Regions from separate parts of the Mus musculus genome. Here region 2 is linked to region 1. The links are chromatin contacts, called in public HiChIP or PLAC-seq maps. All regions are on one chromosome and are shown on one strand. Each heading gives the region's core, a stretch centred on a gene start, on an enhancer-like site or on the middle of the called end of the contact. The rest is flanking DNA. Distances are from core to core; before and after follow the strand shown. Region 1 holds the start of Egfr (epidermal growth factor receptor). Region 2 has its middle 39 kb from the start of Sec61g.

Region 1 (6,933 bases), core at 3,907-6,406:
ACAGCAATAGAACACTGGCTAACAAGGACACACTGTAAGCTTTTGATGAAGGGTGCACATGATGTACTTAGACAGGAGGAACTATAGGAATGAGGCCTTTAGTAGTTGCCAGTACAATGTGGGGAGATGTGAAGGATCCCACAGTCCTTTGCATATTACCGTAGGCCTTTAGTAAGCTGGTGTCTCTGGACTGTGAACTTCATACATGTTTCTTAGACTCTCACCTTCACCCAAGATACCTAGAGGAAGTTAGAGTTGTTTATTTCTTTAGTCCAGCTATGCTAAACTCTGTTAAAGGTTTTCCTAAGCTGTGCTTCTGATAACCTTCCCCAGGCAGAAAGACTATATGATTATCCCCAGGACTTCTCTGTGAGCATCTGGTTAGTCTTCTAGATGTAGAACTTGCTGGCATCTTCCCCATAGTGGGTCCCTGTGGTGTTTGTAACTCACAGGCATCTCCTCACTAAGACAAGCATGTGTCAGTTCCATTCAGGGCTTCCTAGCCAGACATTAGTTCCCCTGTGTCCACCTCTCAGTGCTAGATTTGTGAAGAGAAATATGTTTTTCTAACCCACTTCTCTAGTGGATGGTCTAAGACACATTGACTCTTTACTTTGTTCAGCAGCTTGCCTTATTACGCTTCATGAAATTACCCCCCCGCCCCCCCCCCCCGATCTTAGCTACAAAACAGTTTTGTGTCAGCATTTTCCCTCATGGGATGGTCACTCAGTCAGGTGACCCAACAATAATGAACACAAGGCCCAGAAAAGCAGCAGAGCCTGCTATCCTAAGGCTAAATGTCAGCAGGGATCATCTGTGGGTAATGACCCTTGGGTTCACAGGACAAAATTCTAAGTGTGTAAAGGGACAAACAATGAAAAAATAACTCTCCCTCTAACCCTCAACACCCAGCAGCTCCCTTGATGCAAATTGTCACCAGATTCTTGGGTATCCTTAAAACACATCCATAAAAATATTATATGCTTATATATACTTTTAAATGAAAACTTTAGAAGAGCACATCTTTTCATAATTTTAGAATTTGACTCATAATTTCCCTTAGCATTTACTGTTCCTATGAGGAAAAAAAACCAAAAACCCTCCTGAGAAATACATTATACTCTGGAGTCAGCCCACTCCATTCTTAGCGAGGTCCAGAATTTGCTTTTTAAGATGTCTGCAAACTTTGAGATCTGTTCTTCTGCTTTGTTTTTCCTCCCTCAGATTCACTTGAAGACACAACTTGTCTTTCTTCCCATGACATCCGAGAATTCTGGAAAATCAATTTCATGTCACTCTTAGAGAAGAGTAAACTCCTATTCAACATACCACACTCAAAAGCCTCTAATGTAGCCATTTGTCAGAAAAATTGCTTGTTAGTGTATGTGGCAGAGAATAAACATCTTGTTGTGTAATGATGGACACACTGTAGGTAAATTAATTAATTAATTAATAAAAATTTAAAATGTGGTCTTGGTAGGCTGGCAGAAATGACTTCTTTTGGAAAGAACAGAGGAGCCTTGCATAGCCAGAGCTTTGCACACAGGCCCTGTGGAGAGTAATTGAAGGAACTACTTGGTACTTCCTACACTCGGTATGGGTAACCCAGATGAAATACTCTGTGTTACTACACCATTCTGGAGGGGCAGCAGCACTCCAGACTCTGCTGAACTCCGGTGAGATGTCAGTATATCTGATGATCCGTGTGCCAACTTATTTGTTTCTATCTTATTATGGACAGGTGACGTTGTTGTTTAGAGAGGATAAAGAACTCTCTGAGTCCTTGCTGAATGTTGGCACACATTTCATCTGGGTTACCCATACCAAGTGTAGGAAGTACCAAGTAGTTCCTTCAATTAATTTCCACAGGGCCTGTGTGCAAAGCTCTGGCTATGCAAGGCTCCTCTGTTCTTTCCAAAAGAAGTCATTTCTGCCAGCCTACCAAGACCACATTTTAAAATTTTTATTAATTAATTAATTTATTTATTTATTTATTTTGGTTTTTCAAGACAGGGTTTCTCTGTATAGCCCTGGCTGTCCTGGAACTCACTCTGTAGACCAGGCTGGCCTCAAACTCAGGGATCCTCCTGCCTCTGCCTCCCAAGTGCTGGGATTAAAGGCGTGAGCCACCACGCCTGGCTCAAGATCACTTTTATTTAACATAAGCATCAATAACTCTAGTACTTGCCAATGAGTACAAATTCATCCTGACGTTACTCTTCACAGTTAAAGCCCAGAAGATTACACAGTGCATGCAGAAGATCCTCATGTAGGTGACCAAAAGGGAAGCATATTTCATAGAACCTCTCCTAGTTTTGTGCTCTGTAACTTCAGTGTCACTGATCTCTTGGTGATGATCTTGAGGAGGCTTTGTTTCTAGGAGGCGGATTGTAGTTGGGTCACACTGAAGGATGTTCTATCATGGGGCCATATTGAGGGATGTTCTAGTAACTGCCAGAAGGTCACACCAAGGGTTATTCTAACCATCAGCGTATGAGTGCTGTTGCTTCTTAACATAGAGAGAATCTTGACTATTCTTAAAAATCAGTTGTAGCTATCATTATCATTTCTACTTTACTATGTGTTCATTATGACTTGTGCCACTGACCATATCCCTTGATAGAAAATACATTTTAAGCCAGAGTTCCAGTCCTGGAAACATGAACATGGGAATCATCACTGTCTACAGACTTTTAAAAACTCATCTCCAGGCTGGTGAGATGGCTCAGTGGGTAAGAGCACCCGACTGCTCTTCCGAAGGTCCGGAGTTCAAATCCCAGCAACCACATGGTGGCTCACAACCATCCGTAATGAGATCTGACTCCCTCTTCTGGAGTGTCTGAAGACGGCTACAGTGTACTTTCATATAATAAGTAAATAAATCTTAAAAAAAAATTAAAAAAAAACTCATCTCCATCTTCATTTTGTGTTCTACTGTTATATTTCTTGCTTGGCTTTTTCTAATCACCCCTTATTATTGTATTACTTTAAAAACTGCCCTAAGTTCCTATTTGGAACATACAGCAGAAAACTGACACCTAAGCTCCCCTCCCACATATGTCCCTGGGAAGTAGGTACAAAAATCTCGGAAACAGTAAAATTTTTCTGAATGTGCAATAATAAAAGTTTAATCCAGAAATTCTAAACACACTAAGGTGTTTCTGGCAGAGCTTCACAGTGCTGCATTGCACTTCACAGTGGTCTTGCTTCTATACACACATTATTCACTCTTTGCTCTGTGCATGCTGTTACACCGTGGAGTACCAAGAAGTGCTGCATCGAAACTCAGTTCAGATGCAAGACTACCATATGGTATGGCTGCAAAAGTTTTACTTATCACATACAATTGTCTTCTCTTATAGAATAATAATGTCATAATACAGAGAACAAGACATTTTTAATATTCTCCTACCATCATTCCTTAGCATAGGAGCTTCAAATGAGTATGTTTGGTTATGTTTGGATTATATTGTGTTTGAATGTTTAATATTTAAAATCAATGTCTTAAGTCTCTTTATAAAAAGGTAACAGAATTTTAACATAGGATTAGGATGAAATTTCCAAGATGACCCTAAATATATTTTTTCTGTTTCATGCTTTGAGAATTGTAAATCAAAATATTAATTAACTCTGAACAATATTACAGATGTTCTACATTCCACAGCTTCAAGTACTCATTCAAAACCTAATTTTTTGTAACAATAAACAAATCAATCTCATTGGTATGCAAATTTGCCTTAATCTTTAGTAAGTGGTAAAGTCATATATATGCCAAAAATTATCTTAACATTGCATTAGGATCTACCATTAGTCGATGTCTGATTTGAACACCTATTTTATATAAAATCCCAAGATTACATAAAAAGCATCTATGAAAAGAGGTTGCCCGTGGGAAAAGTTTAAGAAACCCCGCTCTACTTCTCAGTGAAGGTCTCAGGTTGTGATGAGGGTCCCTGCACAGGCTGGGTGACGTGTTCCCATTCAAGACGCCACCTACAAAACTTGGGCAGCAGCCCTGACTTTGCAGGGTGCGGACGAAAAGTCCGGAATGCCTCCTTTCTGGCTGCATGGAAAAAGCTGGACTGAGCCTCACTGGTTAGCCATGACTTCTGCTAACAAGGACACCCACAGCAAAGGGGCCTAAATTAGGGGACCAAGTGATTTTGTGAAAAACTCAGAGACTTTGGATTGAATGGAAGCAGGGGACATTCCTCTGATAGCTAAGAAGTAGGGACATTGGTTGGTCTTTGCTGAAGGAATTTAGTTGTGGGTCCTGAAGTTCAGGGACACATTTCTACTGGTCAAATTCTAAGTGAACTTACTTGGCAATTTGCCTCCTGATGTGCGGCAGGGCTAGCTGAGGTCACTAGAGGATGCTAACTGCTCTAAAGATTTGTTCACTGCTGTTATGTCAAGTCTCTGCTTTTGTGGAGGAATTTGCCTCATGTGTACGTTGCTTTGCTTTTCAAGCACTCCAGACTGGCTCCAGGTGTAGAAAATGCCATGTTCTTCAACATGCATGCTTTCATCCAGCAAATATACTGAGGCCCTTCTAAGTGTCAGGAGTTGGCTGCCCTTCTTTCAGAAGACATGGAGGGTTCTTGATGGGATCTGAAGGACCCTTGGACTTCTTAGTGCCACTTCAGACTTGAGGCACCCGCCTCTGCCTGTGCTGTTGGAAACTGCTGCCAAGTCAGCCTGACCCTTCTGAGATCCTGGAGAAGTTATGGAGAATACGTGAACAGCGTCCCCACCTGTGTTATTCTCCAACCTGTGCTCTGTGGTTGGACAGTTTGTAACCGAGGTGGTCCAGAGTTGTTTGGTTAATTGAAAGAAAGGAAGGAAGAAGGTGGGAGACAGAGGGAAGGAAGGAGGGGACCCTGGCATAGATTGGCTGGACTTCCTAGGTCCTGAAATGCAGCGGAGCGGAGTCCCCTCAGAAATTAACTCCAAAGGCCACCCACTGACCCGCTGCACACAGCCAGAACTCGCCCCCAGAGCCTTGTCTAGTGGTGGCCAAGGCCATCCACCACCACCTTCCGGTCACTGCCTGCTTTCGATCCTCGCGGAGAGCGCTTCCTCTCTCCTGACATTCTCCTCCTCTTCGCTCCTCTGGATCCCTCCTCCTTCTTTAGTCCCTCCTCCTCCCGCCCAGCCTCCCCCAGTCCCGACCCGAGCTAACTAGACGTCTGGGCAGCCCCAGCGCAACGCGCAGCAGCCTCCCTCCTCTTCTTCCCGCACTGTGCGCTCCTCCTGGGCTAGGGCGTCTGGATCGAGTCCCGGAGGCTACCGCCTCCCAGACAGACGACAGGTCACCTGGACGCGAGCCTGTGTCCGGGTCTCGTCGTTGCCGGCGCAGTCACTGGGCACAACCGTGGGACTCCGTCTGTCTCGGATTAATCCCGGAGAGCCAGAGCCAACCTCTCCCGGTCAGAGATGCGACCCTCAGGGACCGCGAGAACCACACTGCTGGTGTTGCTGACCGCGCTCTGCGCCGCAGGTGGGGCGTTGGAGGAAAAGAAAGGTAAGGGCGTGTCCCACCGGCCCGCGCCCCCTGCGAGCTAGCTCGCCCAGTCCCAACCTCCGCTCGGGACTCTAAGTCCCCAGCCGCCCGCTCCTCCTCTTCTGGCTCCCAAAGGCGGCCGGGACCATAGGAGGAACTGGACGGAGTCTGGAATGGGCGAGACTGGGGCCGCCGAAGGAAGGGAGACTGGGCTAGGAGCAGAGGGGCTGCCAGGGCAGCGTGGGAGCCGCGGCTGTGCGCTCCGGGGCTCTTGACTGCTGCCAACTTAGTTGCCTCACTTTCCTGCGCTCAGTAGGCGTTCGGAGCAGAAACGTGGTGCGGGACAGCGCGGGACGCCGGGCATTGGCGCACGTGCGCCCAGTACTGTCAGGGAGAGCGGAGGGACCCCGGATCCTCAAGCGGGTCGGGTGTGTCCCACCCGCTCAGTGTGAGAGTTGAGGGACTGGAGTGCGAACCAACGCGCCCCTGGTCAAGGTCGGAACCTCTGAGACGCGCGGTTTCCTGAGCGCGGTTTCCCTCAACTCCTCTCTTCTCCAGCAGGGTACTCTCAGGACCTGGTAGCCTGAGTCCCAATGTAGCTTGCAGATTTCTGGCTTGCCCTTTCGCGGGTGTGTAGTTGCAGCAATGACCTGGAAGTGTGGAGATCTCTCTGTCACTAACCACCTAGGACTTCTGGGAAGAGATGGTGTTAGTGGTCATTTGCTTCTTCACTAGGAAAAAAAAAAGGAGGGCGTGGGGGTGGCGGGTGGGGTGGGTCGATTCCGCCTCTTAGGCATAGAGCATGCCAGAGACTTGCCAGGCTAGGTGCACTGGTTGGGGACCAAGGCTCCATGCCAGATTGGAGCTAGCGTTGCGGGGTGGCTACTTCCCCTGGGATCCCTGAATTTGCCCTTTCCCAGAAGCTTGGGCTGCTGCAGCATCACTTGCCTTTGCAATGGATGGCTGACCTCCTTGTGACAGCTGGGCCCTTGGGTGTAGTGCACCCTTGGTGTTTCAAAATGAGGCCGGTAGCAAACTTTCTTACTTGTTAGCTGAGACGTTCCCTCTTGGGTTTCTTTTTCTTTTCTTTCCTTCCACACCCCTCCCCCCCCCCAAGTGATTGATATTTGGCCAACTAAAATATAACCCCTAATTAAAAAGAAACATTGATGTCCATGGATCACACATGCCAACTGTCCAGACGGAACATGAACAAGTCTGGCTTCATGACTATCCGACCATAAACCCACTTGACACGAGAAACATGCCTCGGAAGGTTTAATTGCACAATTTCAAAATCCAGCCGCTCGGGTTCCAGGAGTCAGGTCTGCACTTGCTGTTGATGTCATCCGCATCCAAGTTGGACTTGGGGGTTGGTGCTCCGTGCACTTTTGTTGGAGGGGGTGTAAGGCTCAGTTTCCCAAACTTAA
Region 2 (7,574 bases), core at 1,644-4,143, 210 kb before region 1:
CTTTGTGATTGGGTTACCTCACTCAGGATGATGCCCTCCAGGTCCATCCATTTGCCTAGGAATTTCATAAATTCATTTTTTTAATAGCTGAGTAGTATTCCATTGTGTAAATGTATCACATTTTCTGTATCCATTCCTCTGTTGAGGGGCATCTGGGTTCTTTCCAGCTTCTGGCTATTATAAACAAGGCTGCTATGAACATAGTGGAGCATGTGTCCTTCTTACTGGTTGGGACATTTTCTGGATATATGCCCAGGAGAGGTATTGCGGGATCCTCCGGTAGTACTATGTCCAATTTTCTGAGGAACCACCAGACTGATTTCCAGAGTGGTTGTACAAGCTTGCAATCCCACCAACAATGGAGGAGTGTTCCCCTTTCTCCACATCCTCGTCAGCATCTGCTGTCACCTGAGTTTTTGATCTTAGCCATTCTGACTGGAGTGAAGTGGAATCTTAGGGTTGTTTTGATTTGCATTTCCCTGATGATTAAGGATGTTGAACATTTTTTCAGGTGTTTCTCTGCCATTCAGTATTCCTCAGGTGAGAATTCTTTGTTCAGCTCTGAGCCCCATTTTTTAATGGGGTTATTTGATTTTCTGGAGTCCACCTTCTTGAGTTCTTTATATATATTTGATATTAGTCCCCTATCCAATTTGGGATAGGTAAAGATCCTTTCCCAATCTGTTGGTGGCCTTTTTGTCTTATTGACGGTGTCTTTTGCTTTGCAGAAGCTTTGCAATTTTATGAGGTCCCATTTATCGATTCTTGATCTTACAGCACAAGCCATTGCTGTTTTATTCAGGAATTTTTCCCCTGTACCCATACCTTTGAGGCTTTTCCCTACTTTCTCCTCTATAAGTTTCAGTGTCTCTGGTTTTATGTGGAGTTCCTTAATCCACTTAGATTTGACCTTAGTACAAGGAGATAGAAAACGATCAATTCGCATTCTTCTACATGATAACCGCCAGTTGTGCCAGCACCATTTGTTGAAAATGCTGTCTTTTTTCCACTGGATGGTTTTAGCTCCCTTGTCAAAGATCAAGTGACCATAGGTGTGTGGATTCATCTCTGGGTCTTCAATTCTGTTCCATTGGCAGACACATCTTTACAGAGCTGTACAGTTCACCACTACAGGCCAACTCTGACATTTTTCCTGATTATCTGCCTAGGAGTGTCATAATAAATTTTGAACTAGCATATTCAGAAAATAAACAATCTAGATAACAAAAGGAGTCAGCTTTGTGTTTGTTTTTGTTTTTACTGATAAACTGAAGAGAATAAGTCACTGTGGAATGTTCAACCACAAGTAGCATTTATATTACCCTACAAACAAGGATTAGGGAGGGTCACGGAAGAGATGGGAGAAAGATTGTAAGAGCCAGACCATAGGGAGGATAGTTGTAAAATAACGTCTTGAATAGAACAATTGCACTTTTGAGTCCACAGCAATACTGGCTGCCTGTACAAGATCTAATTAAGACCAATCTGGTCAACTTGTTAGTATTCGTTGGAGAATGGCTCACAAGGCCAGCCTCTGGCTGAGCAGCTACTGGCAGTACATGGGTGGTGTGAGCATCTCATAGGCTGCACACATGCATATGTCAGCCTTCATTTGACACGGTGGCTTATTAAGGAAAAGTGAAGAGGAAGTAAAGTTGGGAGGGGGTCATGCAGAGATCTTGGTGAAGTCAGAGGTGGGAAGGGAAATGGGAATGATCAGAAGCTATTATACACATTTATACATTTACACAAATAATAGGTTTAATAAACAATAAATTTAAATAAAAGTATTAAGTTCTGGAAAGGTTAGCACTTTAGATACTATCCTGACAAGGGTCAGCTTGTAAACACTGACAGTGTTGTTCAGCAATGCTAAAGGTGGGCACCGGGAAAGGGAGACGAGAGTGGTTCTCAGCACCATGAGGCACAACTGATGAAGCGGTGGGTAAATGGAACACAGAGACAGGTTTCAGGCTTCCCGATGGTGCTGAAACATCTCATCATTGCCCCATTTGAGGATCAGTAAAGAGGTGCCATACAATACTGAAATTGTTTCAACCCTAATAAACCCATACATGTACCTCACATGAACTCACTTCCAAAATGTGTTAATCAAGAAGTTTCGTGTGGCAGGTTTCTGGCATAACCTTAAGGACTCACTCATTTCTATGTCTCTGAATTCAAATGTCCCACACAATGTATGTGCCACATGCTTCTGCTTGTGATGAAAGGTTTTTCAAAGTTCATTTTCCAGAGTCAACTGTAACATTGCCAACTCTCTCCAAGGGAAGACGGGCACAGATGTTCCATGATGCTCATGAGGATTGGCGTTCAGTACATTGTCTTCTTTGTCTCAGGCCAATTCTTTGCACAGTTTTCTCCAAGGCAGCATTGTAGTGATGTGCACAGTCCTTTTTGCTAAGTGATGTGAGGATTCGTGCATCTCTTCTTTGGGAGATCAAAAGTGCTCATAGCTCACATGGACTCACACACAGCACCTCTCTCCCAGCCAAGTGAATCATTCCTGCAGTTGACTGTTAGTGCCAAGTTGACTCCCAGCCAGGGCACAGTGGTTATAACTCCCAAGAAATATTCCTGGCTTTTTTCTGAAACTTTCTTTGCGTCTTCATTTACCCTTGAGTCTCCCTTCATTTTCTGGGATTTATGTTATTTGATACTTTTCCTAACATTGTAAAACCATGTTAATTCACCATTTACATTGGGCTCATTTCTCTGTTGTTTCTGGACAGACATGGAGGCATTAAAAACTGCAATCCTGGAGGTAGTTGGGTTCATCTGAAGATGTTTGATCCCAGTTCTTCACTGTGTGGTGCCCGGTGTAATCTTATTGTTGTCAAAGCCTGGCTCCAGAAAAGGAAATAGTTTTCCATATTTAACAGCAGTGCCCCTGGGACCTGCCTCGCCTTTATGAACTCAGCCTGGGCTCCTCGTGTGGGAGTCATAAAAGCAATTTTGACTCAAACCTATATTTCTTTTGGCTTTAATAAAGAACTATATAAACTTTAACTTGGCTATGCAGATCAGAAAAGTAAATGTCACTAAAGGCCTTCATTTAAGATCAGAATTAATATTTGACACTTTTTCTGTCAGAGACAAATACATAAACACAAATGGCGATGTTTATAATGTAATCAGTTTAATTAGTTTCTACATGCCAATAACATGTCAAGCTATGGAAGAATCACCTTCTTAGAACCACGTCCTGCTAACATGAAATGTGGCACAGTGTTTCCCTCCCCCCCCCCCCTCTACCCTCTTGTTAAAACATTATTTGATCATTACACACTCCCAACCCCTTTACTTCATTAGTTAGTGGTTCCAAAGTAATTTAGAAAGAGAAGATAAAACTGCAAATGCAAAGCTGGCTCTGTGCATAAATACAGGGTTAATGACCATCTGGTCCAGTATCACTGCTATGTCTCTTTAAATTTTCCTGAGCAGATGATTAAAGATCCCAAGGAAAAGTCATTGTGTAAAGAACTTCAAGAGACAAGGGATTCTCAAAATTGTGTTGATTATGCCACATCAATCAGAAAGTAGTATGTGCTGTGTTTGGAAAGAGTGAGGGAAGGCAGGGGTACTGGAACAGCTGAATAAGATGCATAGCATCTAACGATCATTCTAGAAATTGTGCTGAGTGTTTTGGGTTCAGACTTGAAAGAAGCTGAGCCACTTACTAGTCCAATGTCAAGATAGCTGAAAAAGACCACTGTGTAGTATGAACAAAGAAGAGTATGCCATTCACTTCTCTGTGTAGCGGGGATAGATTTCTTAGAGGAAAACCACACAGAAGAGTTCTGATTTGATAAGTAACATAACTGGGAAGATGGGGTTCTCTCGACATAATCAAAGATTTAAGTAATGAGTTTGGAGCCCCATCATATAGAATACTGTGAGCCAAAAATATGCTTGAGGTACTGGGGATATAACTCAGTGGTAAGGTGCTTGCCTCGCATGCACAAGGCCCTGGGTCTGATCCCCAGCACTGACGGCAGGAGGAGGTATCTGTACAAGTTCACTTAAAAATATATGCACACAGTAGTAGTTCAGGGATGGTGACTATAGATAGCCAACAGTCATACTTTTGCTATGTTTAAACATTACTCCTTTTCTGGCTTTAGAGGTTTATCACTAGATACATATGTGTCTGTGTAAGATCTTTAGGAGGATTTGAAATTTTTGTCTATTATCCCAGAAAACCATCATTATTTTAGTTCCACATATAAATCTGTCTGGAACTTATAATTTTATAATTATAATTATAATTTTTATGATAGTGAATAATGACTTTCATGGTTCTTCTATATAGCTACCCAGTTCTGTCTTTTAAATATTTAAAAGACTAATTTCTATACTGTTACTTAAGGCCACTTTTATCATCATCATTATCAGTGTGTGTGTGTGTGTGTGTGTGTGTGTGTGTGTGTGTGTGTGATTACTTCTAGGCTCTCTATTATGTTAATTCCTAATTGTCATTCTTTGCATCATCTTAAACCAAGAAATAATAACCAAATAATCTTACTTTCTTAAAACAGTATGCACACAAATAGATATTATGAATGACTTTTCATGGTATTACGGAGAAGCCATTAGAAGACTCTAAGTTTTTGTTTGTAGAACACCCCATCAAGCAGTGTCCCTGTTTCTTAAAATAACTGAAATATTGGAGGAGCTTGGAGAACTAATAATTTTGTTCTCTCTCTTGGACATGCTTTTATTCTCTCCTTCAAACCATGTAGAAAGGATGTGCCTTTTCTTCCAAAAGATACACTCAGGCTGGAAGGCCATACTCCATTTATTTTCCTTATGGTGCCTTTATTAAATATTATGTGTTCTCTTATACAAAAATCACATTTTCTCCTCAATTCTCTGTGAATACTGAGAAGCCTTGGTTAGGACTTCTCTGAAAAAGAAAAATACTTGTCTATTTATCACTGGATTCTGACGTGTGTTTTGTGGATAAATACTAAAGTAACAAAAACAATAATAATTTTGTTATCATGCTTTATTTTGGGGTAAGTTGTCCTCCCTAGTAATAACAGTTTGCAGTTGATTAGTGTGTGGGAGATACTGGCCTTCATAACTGTTCTTTATTGATATGTGACATTCTGTCTCTGCTTCGCATTGATATATTTGAGATATTTTTCTATAAAATGAATTCATTTGTGTAAGCTCTTTGCAAATGATACAATATATTTTCTAGAACCTATATTTTATTTTAGTTTTCTATAAACAATATATATTTACATATATTCAAAATACTTATTGCTCTAATATTCTCATTTTTAAAACTCTAAATAAGTTAGACCAATAATCAATGCACAAATCTTTACTGAGACTCTGCTCAACATATAGCATATTCTTAAAATTAAAAATGTAAGAATTCTAGGTTGACTGTGAAAATTCACTGTTTAAGGTGCAGTGTTTAATCTGCTGCTTTACAATTAAATGATAACTGTGCAATTTCTATGTTGCTTATTGGTAAAAGGAGAGGCTATTTCATGATGTGGCCCAAGAATTCACCAAGGCACTGAGAAAGCTAAGTATCTCTTTGCAGAGTTGTCTTCACAAAGATAAATCTCTTTTGTCATGATTATTAAAACCAATAGTTTGTGGAGCCTTCTTCAGAACTGTAATACATCATGAGGGTAGCTGGCAAGATGACTGTGAAGTGTGATTATCAGAAGCCTTGTTCATACTTCCTTGATGTATGACGTATAACATAGCTTGACAGTCATGACATAGCTAGAAAGGCATTTTGATAGTGCCCTGGTGTGAGCATAACAGCTGGGCTTTAATCTGCCTTCTTGGGTGGGAGTAAACATGCAGTTATGGTCTGCTAGAGGGGTTCCTTCTTGGAGAAGGAACTACTGCCATTGGCCATCCTTCTTGATTCTTTTTCAAGCAGAGTCTTCAATCTTTCTGGAAAAGTTCTATAAAAGATTAAAAATACATGCATAAGGGATGGAGAGATGGCTTATCAATTAAGAGCATGTCTACCTGCTTTTGCAAAGCACCCAGGCTCAGTTCTCAGAACCTACAACAGCAGGGCTCACAACTACCTGAATATAACTCCAGCTTCAAGGTATCCAACACCCTCTTCTAGTCTCAGTTGACAACTACACTCGCATACACAAAACCACGCACACACACAATTAAATAATAAATCTTTAAAAAATAAATAGATATTTCAAGGACACCAGGTTACTACCTCCTCTTACATTGGATCTGGATCAAGCATCCATTTTAAGTTTTTATCAATGGTATTTTAAAGGATAACTGCCGTTGTCCATTGGTGACTAAGCTTATGAAGATCTTTTCCTTGCAGAGTTCTTACTCAACAGAGTCATGGTGAGCCTGAATGTGTTACATTGTATTTATCTAAATTGAAAGAAGTGACATTGCATTTCTCCTTGGAGGAATCATTTCAATATTAGGATATATTTGGCTGGTGGCATTACATTAGTTGTGTGAGTTGATGCCTCCTTTCCCTTTCCACTCTCTGTAGGCACCAAGCTGCATGTCAATCACTCTTCACAAACAAGGTTGGGTTACTAAGGAGCCGTATCAGAATACCACTCTGGAAACATGTTGTTTTGTTTTTTCAGAATTATGCAAACCAAGGTAACATTCCAAAACATTTTTCTCCATTATCCCTGCAATGTTGACACTGAAAATGCCTGTTTTTCACCGAGCTCCTAATTAGGGGAGAGTTGGGATATATTTTTGGTAGGAGAACGTCATCCTCTCCATCCTGCCTCAGCTTGATATTTTTCTGAGCTGCACACAGAGAGGTCATCACACAGGACGGAGGTCTGGAGAGCTGAGAACATCTGTCGTGATGACAAAGTTTATGGCCAGGAATCTGCAGTCTGTAAGGATCTAGAGTTTCTTAGCTACCCTCTTAATTCTGAACTTGGATTGCTCTCTTCCCTAGTAACGGCTATCTTGAACTTGATTCACATTTAGCCTTAATAATTGAAAACCAAGAGCTGCTGATATAAAAGAAACTTTAAAAAAATTACTTGATAGGAGTTAAGCCAATTAGACTGCTGCATGTTGTATAACCATGGCTCTGAAAACATCGACTGCAATTAGGTACAGGATGGCAGAATGAATTGCTAAGAAAAACGTTACAGTTTTAATTTGGCTTTGATTAGTTGTACATAGTAACCACCTCTTTAGAGACATTTCTGAGAATAAAGTGGATTTGGCTGTCTATATATCGGGCAACACGGCTTTTGGTACATAAATAAAAATGTAAAAATGAAATAATGAAAAAGTAATCAGTGTTGTCTTAGCTACAAGTTCAATTACATTGAATTTATATACATTGTAGATGTGGAAGCAAGATAAATAGGAAGAAAGATAACATTTTTCAAATTCAGCCCATTAAATGCTTTGTTGTTATAGAAGCAAGAACCTTTTGTCCTGATTCTTAACATTTTCAGGCCTGTCCTGCCCTCTCTTCTTTGTCACTCAAAACTGGCCTCATGTATTCAACCTTTTGCTTATGTGTAAGTCTGCCTCTCATTTCCAGGTGCCAGTGGTAC

Evidence for each region. HiChIP or PLAC-seq counts read pairs in DNA pulled down with a chosen protein or histone mark.
Region 2: an SMC1A HiChIP or PLAC-seq map of the NIH/3T3 cell line shows a contact between it and region 1, with 4 times the contacts expected there. The contact joins the enhancer-like site here to the promoter of Egfr in region 1. A contact is called at or near these places in 12 of 39 promoter capture datasets (the 3T3-L1 cell line, 3T3-L1-derived adipocytes, cranial neural crest and 7 more), 1 of 15 datasets of contacts at CTCF or cohesin (the NIH/3T3 cell line), 26 of 484 Hi-C or Micro-C datasets (the AML12 cell line, B cells, the C3H10T1/2 cell line and 20 more), 11 of 115 datasets of contacts at active chromatin or transcription factors (astrocytes, bone marrow-derived macrophages, embryonic stem cells and 6 more) and 1 of 9 other capture datasets (embryonic stem cells).

The regions. Positions count from the first base shown.
Region 1 is chr11:16,747,047-16,753,979 of GRCm38.p6, forward strand. Egfr (epidermal growth factor receptor) reads left to right here and starts at 5,157. Exons shown (of 28, transcript NM_207655.2): 1 at 5,157-5,524. The coding sequence starts at 5,437.
Region 2 is chr11:16,544,083-16,551,656 of GRCm38.p6, forward strand. No RefSeq gene overlaps it. Among named protein-coding and RNA genes, the nearest start is that of Sec61g, 39 kb to the left of the region's middle. Within about 2 kb of position 2,894, at least 30 of the 459 cell types and tissues checked have an H3K27ac peak or open chromatin away from gene starts, as enhancers often do. A contact at or near this core is called in the HL-1 cell line and the NIH/3T3 cell line, where this site is marked.